Regions from separate parts of the Mus musculus genome. Here regions 2 and 3 are each linked to region 1. The links are chromatin contacts, called in public Hi-C and promoter capture Hi-C maps. All regions are on one chromosome and are shown on one strand. The core of a region is the stretch at or near the end of the contact, and the rest is flanking DNA. Distances in the headings are between cores, read along the strand shown. Region 1 holds the start of Podnl1 (podocan-like 1). Region 2 holds the start of Zswim4 (zinc finger SWIM-type containing 4). Region 3 has its middle 13 kb from the start of Mir181c.

Region 1 (3,065 bases), core at 348-2,847:
ACAGTGGGCAGTGGATGAGGGGACCAGCATTCTAGCAATCCCACTCTGAAGGCTAGGGACTAGCATAAATTCCTAGGCTCCCCCCCCCCAACCAAACCACCACATCCTGTCCTTACTCAAAAGCCACAGCCACCACCATCCCCCAACCCTCGAAATTCCACCGTACTCAGCAGTTGTGGAAACCCCCAAGAGCTGGCCACAACTGGCAAACAGCGGATGTGGAGAGGGGTTGGGACCTGGTTGTTCCCAGCTTGAGGCCCTCACCCTCAGAGGTGATGAGGTTGCTATGCAGGTCCAGGGTGCGCAAGCCGCTGAGGCGGGACAGCTCGTTGTAGGGGAGCTCCCGAAGCTGGTTGTTCTGTGGAATAAAGACAGTCACACCAAGGCCTGTCTCTTGCTCCTCAACTCAACCTGGAGGTGCAGCCCAGTGGCAGAACACTTGCTTAGCATCCACAAGGCAGGCCCTGGGTTCATCTCTAATATCTCCAGAGAGAACAGGAAGAGGAGGAGAAAAGAAGACATCCCATTCCGTGACCCCAAACAACCTTGAGGCTTGTGAGGCACTAAGCTCTTTACTGCACCACCCAGCAAACCACACGGTTACCCTGGGCCTGAAGCCACATGGGCTGCTGATTTTGAACCTGGTCTCTGACACTCCTCTAGCCTTCCCCAACACCCCATCCCCCAACAGAGGGCCTCACTCTGCAGTGAAGGATGGCCTCCTACTTGTGTCCTTAGTACTGGGGCCACTACAACAGACTCTGATCTCAGCCCCCAACACCCTTTTGCCCAAAACCATTCCAAAATACTCCTGTGACCTCCAACATCACAACTATTGACTAATTTTGTAGCCCTGGCTGTAAGTCTGTAGACCAGGCTGGCCTTGAACTCACAGAGATCTATCTGCCTTCCTCTGCATCCCCAGCGCTGGGATTAAAGGCGAATGCCACAACCATGCAGCTGAACTCAGTGTTTTGACCAAAACAACGTAAGTCCTAAGATTCTGACCCCAAACTCCACTCTCGGGACACACGATGCTTCTACCTCTGACATTGGCCTGGCTTAGCGGAACCAGAGCAAGGGCAGGTTCAGCTCTGCCATGTGGACCTCCCACATGAACCCTGCCCTATGCCTCCCTCTCAGATCCCCAGCCCTTACCTGCAAGGAGAGGTGCCTAGCAGCTCTGGTGATATTGTCTGGAAATATCCTCAGGTCCAGACCAGCACAGTCCACCGTGTCATCTCGGGGACAGGAGCAGCGCCAAGGACAGGGCCTCGGGAGGGGCTGTGAGCTGTCACCCAAGTGTGGGAAGGCAGGGTCCTCCGTGTGTGCTAACGACCACTTTAGCATCAGGAGCAGCAATAGCAGCTCTTGAGGCCTCTGGAGGAAAGCAAGGGGCCAGAAAGCCACCTGGTGAGGACCAGTGGGCAGAACCAGGCAGGGGATGGGCAGACCTGCCTTCAGACCCTCCCTGCCTAACTCACCATAGTCAGCCCTGCTGTGCCTCTCCCCAGCTTCTGTCCAGCACTCACGTCCTCCAGTGTCTGCTGTGACTACAATTGCCCTCCATCTCTCAGCACAGAGCGCGCACACACACACACATACACACACACACACACACACACACACACACACACACCCCGCGGGGCCTGAGAAGATGACTGTCCCTTTCCCCTCCCTGAAGAGGGCAGGCCGAGGGCTCATCTAGCCCATCCCTCATTCCCTGCCTGCTCCAATCACCCCAGCTCCACTTTCATAACCTCAGCCAGCCTGAGCCGAGCCACAGCCATGACGAATACTTGAGGAAAAGCTGAGAATCACCCTATCTGGTATTTGGTCTGACCACAGACAGGAATGGGGTGCCAGTGGATGGGGCAGGCGTTAGAGAGTCCCCAAGGAGATGAAGCCAGCCAGAAGGGCTCAAGGGAGGATTAGGCTTCTGTTCTCATGCCTGGCTGGCAGCCACTGCCCACTCCCCAGATAGTCATGGCTCTTGGAAGGAAATTAATGTAAGGGAGGCAGAGGCTGGTGGGTGTCCGTGAGAGCTGGGTGCTGGCCTGCCTGTCTGACCCTGGGCTATTTGCCTCAGCTTCCTTTTCCGCAACTGGTCATGGTTGTCTCACCTTCCAGGAACCTTGTAGAGTTCAGTAAGCTAATGCAACTGAGAGGACAGCATGTTGTAGGCACAGACCTGCAATCTCAGGGCTTAGGGAGACTGAGGCAGGAAGATACCGACGAAGCCAGTACTAGCTGCGTAAGAGCCTGTCTAAAAAACAAGCGACGTGTCAAATGTACATGAAAGAGGCCTCTTCCTCAAGGTCTGTCAACTCAAACACCTAGGGTGGGAGAGGTGGTTCAGTGGTTCAGAGCACTGGCTGCTCTCCCAAAGGACATGAGTTCAGTTCCCAGCGCTTATGGAATTGGGGATCCTGGGATTCAGGCAGGTAGCCCTGGCCTACAGGAAAGACAGCCAAGCTGGAGCGGAAGCCAGTCAGACAACAGGCACCAGTCAGACAGCAGGCATCAGTCAGACAGCAGGCACCAGTCAGACAGCAGGCACCAGTCAGACAGCAGGCACCAGTCAGACAGCAGGCACCAGTCAGACAGCAGGCACCAGTCAGACAGCAGGCACCAGTCAGACAGCAGGCACCAGTCAGACAGCAGGCACCAGTCAGACAGCAGGCACCAGTCAGACAGCAGGCACCAGTCAGACAGACAGCAGGCACCAGTCAGTCAGACAGCAGGCACCAGTCAGACAGCAGGCACCAGTCAGACAGCAGGCACCAGTCAGACAGCAGGCACCAGCAGACAGCAGGCACCAGTCAGACAGCAGGCACCAGTCAGACAGCAGGCACCAGTCAGACAGCAGGCACCAGTCAGACAGCAGGCACCAGTCAGACAGACAGCAGGCACCAGTCAGTCAGACAGCAGGCACCAGTCAGACAGCAGGCACCAGTCAGACAGCAGGCACCAGTCAGACAGCAGGCACCAGTCAGACAGCAGGCACCAGTCAGACAGCAGGCACCAGTCAGACAGCAGGCACCAGTCAGACAGACAGCAGGCAC
Region 2 (3,065 bases), core at 350-2,849, 110 kb before region 1:
CAGGAGGCAGAGGCAGGCAGATTTCTGAGTTTGAGGCCAGTCTCGTCTACAAATTGAGTTCCAGAACAGCCAGGGCTATACAGAGAAACCCTGTCTCGAAAAACAAAAACAAAAACAAAAACAAAATGGAAATAAAGAAACAAAGAAAACTAAGACATCACTGCTGTTATTGAGACAGGGTCCCGCCGGGGATGTAAGATTCCCTTGGAGTTGGAGTCACAGCGATCATGTGCCATGTAGGTTCCAGGAATCAAACTCAAGTCTTCTGGGATCCATTGACCGGTGCTCTTAACCTCTGAGCCATCTCTCCAGTTCCTCCATTGTGTTCTTCCCCCTACAAAAGAGCCCCACTTGAGCAGCCCTGTTTCAAGGGTTCACAGGCTACTTATGAGTGACTGTTAGTTGCCACGGTGGGGAGGGGTCTGTCCAAAAGCAACCAGTGGGCTAGTCGGCTTCTGTGGACCAGGTTGGGTTTTTCCTGCTTTGAGGATCCTAAACACTAAATGGGATCACAGCTATGTTGGCAGGTTTTAGTCTGAACTGCTACTGTACGCTGGGCGCTGTTCCACGTGCTGACTTGTCTCCCCATGGACGTACACTTGATCCTTGGAGCTCAGAGTTCAGAGAGACATTTAACAACCCCCCTACCCTGGTATCTCAAAGAGCTCTAAAGGATGAGGCAAGAGGATCTCCAATCAGACTAACCAGGGTTACATAATGAGAGAAGGGGGGGGGGGGTTCAGAGGTAGTGCAGGGTGGTGGGCCATCTAATCCTGGACTAGATGAATAAATGATGCTGGAGAGGCCGCGACGGTAGGAAAACGCAAGGTTCTCTTAGGTCATGGGGGTGGGGTGTGGAAAAATGACGAAGATGGTGAGTGGCTTCCGCACTGTGGAAAATATAAGCTGAGTCAGGGGGAAAAAACGATTCGAAGTGGGGGATTTGACATGCATTAAGTCCAATCTAATGAAACTAACACTCTCATGGGTCGAAATGGGCAATTTCATGTTCATTCCACAGACGTAGAAAGGATTGGGGTGTCTTAGCTCGCAGCTCAAGAGGAACTCGTAAAGTTAACAGCCCACAGCGAGCGCATTGCTAGGAAGGACTGTGCTGGCCCGGGTCGGCTCTTAGAGCATCCAAACTGTACCAGTGGCCCAGAGAGGTTATTGAGTTTCTAGGGTCATTACAGCTCAGAGAGAGTCAACCCCGGCCGGGAGGCGGCCGGAAGCGACCCTCCGTAAACAAAGCCGTGTGTAGGCGCAGCCCCAGCCGCCAGGCTAGAGGGCCGGCCCAAAGGGGCGGAGAAGGAATGTTGTGAATGAACGTGAGACCTCCCCGAAACTCCTCACAAGGCCAAGCCGTGGGGTTCCCTCATTTTGATTGGCTCATACCGCCCCGTGATGGACAGCGACTCTTCTTGCGACCTCTTATTGGATGGCACAGAAAAGACGGACGTGGAGATTGTCGAATGAACAGCGGCATCTTGGAGGCGGGTCTTTGAGGACAGCCAATAGAAAGGGAGAAATAGGGCGGTGGGGGCGGGGCCTCGTCTGAGGAGGCAGCGGCTGCTAAGACGGCTTCATTGTTGTGAAGAGTCTTAAAGGGGCCGCGTCGTCCGGCCGGCTCGGCCGGATGGAGCCCCCGGCGGCCAAGCGCAGCCGGGGCTGCCCCGCGGGGGACGAGCCCGGGACCGGGGCCCGTCGCAGTCGCCCCGAGCCGTTGTTGGACCTTAGCGCCAAGCGGGTGGCCGAGAGCTGGGCCTTCGAGCAGGTAAGGCCCCGGCCTGCCCCAGGCCTCACACCTCGCCCCCTCCCCAGCAGCCAGCCCCCCACACCGCCACCCCGGGCCCCGCACCCCGAGCCTCTCTGCCCGCGACCCTCCGGGTCTCTATTCTGACCTCTTTTCTTCCTCAAGAGACACACCAGCCCAGAGACCCACACTGCCCCACTCCTGCCGTAGGGTTTCCCTGTCCCACCCTCCAGGAAGAAGACCCCCGTCTCTGCAGGGCCTATACATGACACCCCTGTATCCCTTTGCTCCAGCCTCCAGAGCCCACCAGTCCTCTCCAGATCCCCGACTGTGGGACAAGAGGCAGGGTCACTGAGGGAAGGGCTCTGTGCCCCTCCTCCCCCCTTCCCCCTCCCTCCAGCTATTCCAGAGCCAAGATTGGGATACAGAGGCAGAGAGGCTCCTGGAACCCCTACTCTGTGACTTGTGGAGTGGTGTCCCGAGAAAAAATTCCCCTCTCTCTGTCTAAGGGTCCCCCAAGAAGATGGGAAGGGTCCGAGGCTCCTCTCAGTCCCATACAGCTGTCTTTCAGTCTGACTTTGAGTGTTCTTGGCCTCACAACTCTTCCTGAGTTAGGATGGATGGGTTTGGACTGACCGTGGACTGAGCAGGCTCTGATTCATGACCGGAAAATCCCTCCTTAGTCATCTGCCAACTGTCAGGAGCCGAATCACTGACTCCCCCTTCTCTCGTAGAAACCTTGGGTAGGGCCTCCGTGCTGTTCACCCTATGTGACATGCACAGAAGAACCGTAAAACTGTCTTCAGGACTCTCACAGATCTGCCTTGGCCCAGCCAGGTGCTAAGAGAACTCTGGGCAGGTTCTGGAGCCCTTGTGGAGTTGTTCTCACTTTGAGGAAACTGGGGCACAGAGACGTTGAGAAACTTGCCCAAGGTCACCCAGCCAGTCACTAGCCAACTCAGATTGGAACACAGCCTCGAATGCTGGCTCCATTCCTTGGAGTCTACAGGGGATGGCAGGTCAGCCCTTCCCTCCTAGAGAAGGGGCTTTTTTTTTTTTCCTCAGGGGAGGAACAGGGGAAGAAATACCCAGGGTGGAACTGATGTTGGGAGTCTGAACAATTTGGTTTAGGGATCCTGAAGAGCTGACTTCATCTCTGATGTAGTAATGCTGACCCCTTCAGGTTCTCAAGCTGTCATGCCAGCTTCCTCAGGCTCGTTCTGAGGCTGTGACACTGACCCAGTGCTATGGTTTCAGCATCTTGTGTCCCTGTGAAGATGCCATCTCCATAAGGGGCTGAGCAGAGGGAAGG
Region 3 (3,065 bases), core at 311-2,810, 66 kb before region 1:
ACCTACTGAGGCATCTCTTCTCGGGAAGTGGTGTTGTCTCTACAGAAGGTCAGGTGAGTCCTGACTATTATGGGGTGCTGGAAGCCTGAAGTAAGAGGGTTGACGCTGGCTCTCAGAGAGCCCTTTCTCTGTCTCCTCAGAGAAGGTGGCATAGGAAGTATTTAACTGTCTGTGTCCAGAGCTCAAAAGCAATACCCAGTTCTAGTGTGGACTTGGCTTTTATGCCCCCACACTAGAAGATTCCAGACTTAACAGTTCTCAAATCACCTACCTGGGACTCTGTCCTGCATCCCCAGGAGATGCCAATGCTTTAAGGCTATCTCTCGTTTCAAACCAGGAAGGTTCAGGCCCATCACGGGGTTAGCTGGTGAGGCAAACAGAATGGCTCAGGTGTGTAATCCCAAACCCAGTGGAGGCCGGCGGAGCAGGAGTTGGAAGTCATCCTTGGCTACATAATGAGTTCCAGGTTAGCCTGTAATACAAGAAATCCTGTCTAACCAAGCAACCTCCACCCCCCCTACTTCTCCCCCCCCCAAAAAAAATCAAGAACAATACTTATTAATGACAGATGTCAAACACCTGCAGCGATCCTGGAAGTTTAGCAGTTTAGCAGAAATAGAAATGCCCCTGTGGCAGACTTTGGACTGCAATCCCTATCCAAGTCGGCTGCTTATAGGAGAGCCACTTTGACTCTTGAGAGTCCAGTTCCCATCGGCCTTTCCACGGGCATACAGGGGTGAGTCTGGTTCTCAACTCGATTGTTCTCACACCGGAACCGGAACACAGAAGTCTCCCTTAACCTTCAGCACATATCGGTACTGCAAGGACCGATCTGAACCCCGACGTGGGGAAAATCATCAGGGGAGCGTCCCTGCCAGACTCCTGTCAGGGCTAGGAGGCTCGAACCCCGGCCGAAGGATGTTGGAGGACGTTGCCGGGCAACACGATGTTTGTTGGCGCGGGGGCGGGGCGGGCGGTGACTCATCGCGGCGTGACGCGGACGGGCGGGCGCCGGGCGGGCTGGCCTGCAGCCCAGGGCTGGCGGCGACGAGAGGACTGAGGCGGGGGCGCAGCCGGGCAGGCCTGGGCTTTGGGCTGCTGCCTCAGTTTACCATTTACATTAGTAAAATGGAGGCCTTGTTTTAGGAGTAACCTGCTCTGGTGCCTCCACGGACCACTTTGAATCTATCGCCTGCACAAAGTTCTTGCAGCCTCAGTTTCTCCATTTATTATAAAGGAGGCAGGAAGAAGCTAGCTCCGGACCGGTTTGAGAATTCCATGTATCAAAAGTGAGTCAAAGGCTAGCACACCCCAAGAGCCCAGCCCGTCGCCACAAGGAGGGGCAGGGTGTAGGTGCCGTCTATGGTTGTACCCGGCTACACAAGGCAGTCAGAGCAACGTGGGCACTCCCAAAAGTGAGTGTGGGTCATAGGCTGGAGTAGTTGCCATAGAAGTGACTGTAGAGGACACTTGTGGAAGCTGGAGCCGGCAGCAGCACCTGCTGCGGGTGGCGTCCGGCGGGGGCCTGGGCATGAGTCATTGCCCAGCAATGAGGCTGAGTCACAGGGCGGGGTCCTCCGGCACCTCCCCCATCAGCCGCTCCTACAAAGGACCTTTGAGAAGAGTCCTCATCCCCACCCAACCCCAAGGCCCTCTCTGGTCTTAGTTGTGGGACCAAGGCTGTCCCCAGGAGCCTGGCCTGGGCCTGGGTATCTGTCACATATGTGAAAAGTCACCATCCATGGCCTGGCATACACAAGGAGGGGGGCTTCCTGGTCCCTGAGTCACTGCCAGGATAGCAGAGGATAATTTTCTCAGGCCCCATGCACACAACAGGCTAATTGAGTCAGGCTGTCTAATGCTGGCTGGGAAAGCAGATGAGATGAGCGAGGCTTCTCCCTGTTTTTCAGGACCACTCCAGCCTAAGAAGGGCCTTCTCTTCTTCAGACCTTGGAGCCTTCTCAGGCATGACCCAGACAAGTATACCAGACCTGGGGACACCTAGAAGCCTCCACATGGGTGCAAGATTTAAGAAGGGGCCAGGTATGGGGGCACATACCTTTAGTCCTAGTATTAGTCCTAGTACTCAGGCAAGCTCTCCCTTTGTTGGAAGCTAGCCTGATTTACATATTGAGTGCCAAGCCTGCCAGGGCTGTAAAATGAGGTTCCGCAGGAGCCTGGAGAGAGCATCAGCCTCTCTTTTTCCAGAGGACCCAGGTTCACTTCCTAGCACCCACATGGCTGCTAACAGCCATCCAGGATTCCAGCTCCAGGGACTCAATCATTTTCTTAGACATGCACACTGGCAAAACACCCACACTAAATAAATACATAAATAGAATTTTAAAAGAGATTTAATAAAACATAAAGGAAAGTTAACAAGGTGGATTTTTGGTTTGTTTTGTTTATGGTTGGGGATAGTAACACTTTTTTTAAAAATATTTTTTATTAGGTATTTTCCTCATTTACATTTCCAATGCTATCCCAAATGTCCCCCATACCCTCCCCCCCACTCCTCTACCCACCCACTCCCAGTAACACATTTTTAATCCACTTGGGAGGCAGAGGCAGGTGGGTCTCTGTGAGTTCAAGGCCAGCCTGGTCTAATAGTTCTAGGACAGCCAAGGCTGGCTACATAGACAGAAGGGCAGGGGCACAAAGAGGCAGAAAGGAGTGTTCATTTTATGTGTATTGGAACTTTTCTGCATGAGCTGAACTCAGGACCTCTGGAAGAGCTCATGTTCTTAATTGCCAAGTCATGTTTCCAGCCCCAACCAAGGTGTTCTTAAACTGGGTCTGTGGCAACAAAACTGTTGTAAACAAAAGCTGTATGGGAGTAAAATTCATGCTGGTCTGAACCTTTATCCCAGCACTGGGGAGGCAGAGGCCTGCCTGGTCTGCATACCCAGCTCTAGGCTAGTCAGGGCTGCACAGAAAGACCCTGGCCTTTAAAAAAAAAAAAAGAAGAAGAAAAGGTTGCTTGCTATCACTATATTCCCAGTACCACAGGGTGGGAAGAGAGTACTGGATTCCCAGTACCACAGGGTGGGAAGAGAGTACTGGCT

The links. A called contact is a pair of places that touch in the nucleus more often than the background predicts. Capture Hi-C pulls out chosen DNA fragments and counts their contacts.
Region 2: a promoter capture Hi-C map of adipose tissue shows a contact between it and region 1. The contact joins the promoter of Zswim4 here to the promoter of Podnl1 in region 1. A contact is called at or near these places in 1 of 39 promoter capture datasets (hippocampal neurons), 1 of 15 datasets of contacts at CTCF or cohesin (large pre-B cells), 1 of 484 Hi-C or Micro-C datasets (nephron progenitors), 4 of 115 datasets of contacts at active chromatin or transcription factors (bone marrow-derived macrophages, double positive thymocytes, effector CD8 T cells and 1 more) and 4 of 9 other capture datasets (adipose tissue, embryonic stem cells, liver and 1 more).
Region 3: a Hi-C map of 8-cell embryo shows a contact between it and region 1, with 2.0 times the contacts expected there. The contact joins the enhancer-like site here to the promoter of Podnl1 in region 1. A contact is called at or near these places in 3 of 39 promoter capture datasets (cranial neural crest, fetal liver and macrophages), 2 of 484 Hi-C or Micro-C datasets (8-cell embryo and Th1 cells), 5 of 115 datasets of contacts at active chromatin or transcription factors (the HPC-7 cell line, the SCID.adh cell line and embryonic stem cells) and 3 of 9 other capture datasets (adipose tissue, liver and pancreatic islet).

Annotation. Positions count from the first base shown.
Region 1 is chr8:84,124,521-84,127,585 of GRCm38.p6, reverse strand. It overlaps Podnl1 (podocan-like 1), which reads right to left and starts at 1,597. Exons shown (of 10, transcript NM_001013384.2): 1 at 1,485-1,597; 2 at 1,159-1,380; 3 at 265-358. The coding sequence starts at 1,487.
Region 2 is chr8:84,235,576-84,238,640 of GRCm38.p6, reverse strand. Zswim4 (zinc finger SWIM-type containing 4) reads left to right here and starts at 1,599. Exons shown (of 14, transcript NM_172503.3): 1 at 1,599-1,774. The coding sequence starts at 1,637.
Region 3 is chr8:84,190,661-84,193,725 of GRCm38.p6, reverse strand. No RefSeq gene overlaps it. Among named protein-coding and RNA genes, the nearest start is that of Mir181c, 13 kb to the right of the region's middle. Within about 2 kb of position 1,560, at least 364 of the 459 cell types and tissues checked have an H3K27ac peak or open chromatin away from gene starts, as enhancers often do. A contact at or near this core is called in 8-cell embryo, Th1 cells, adipose tissue and 5 more, where this site is marked.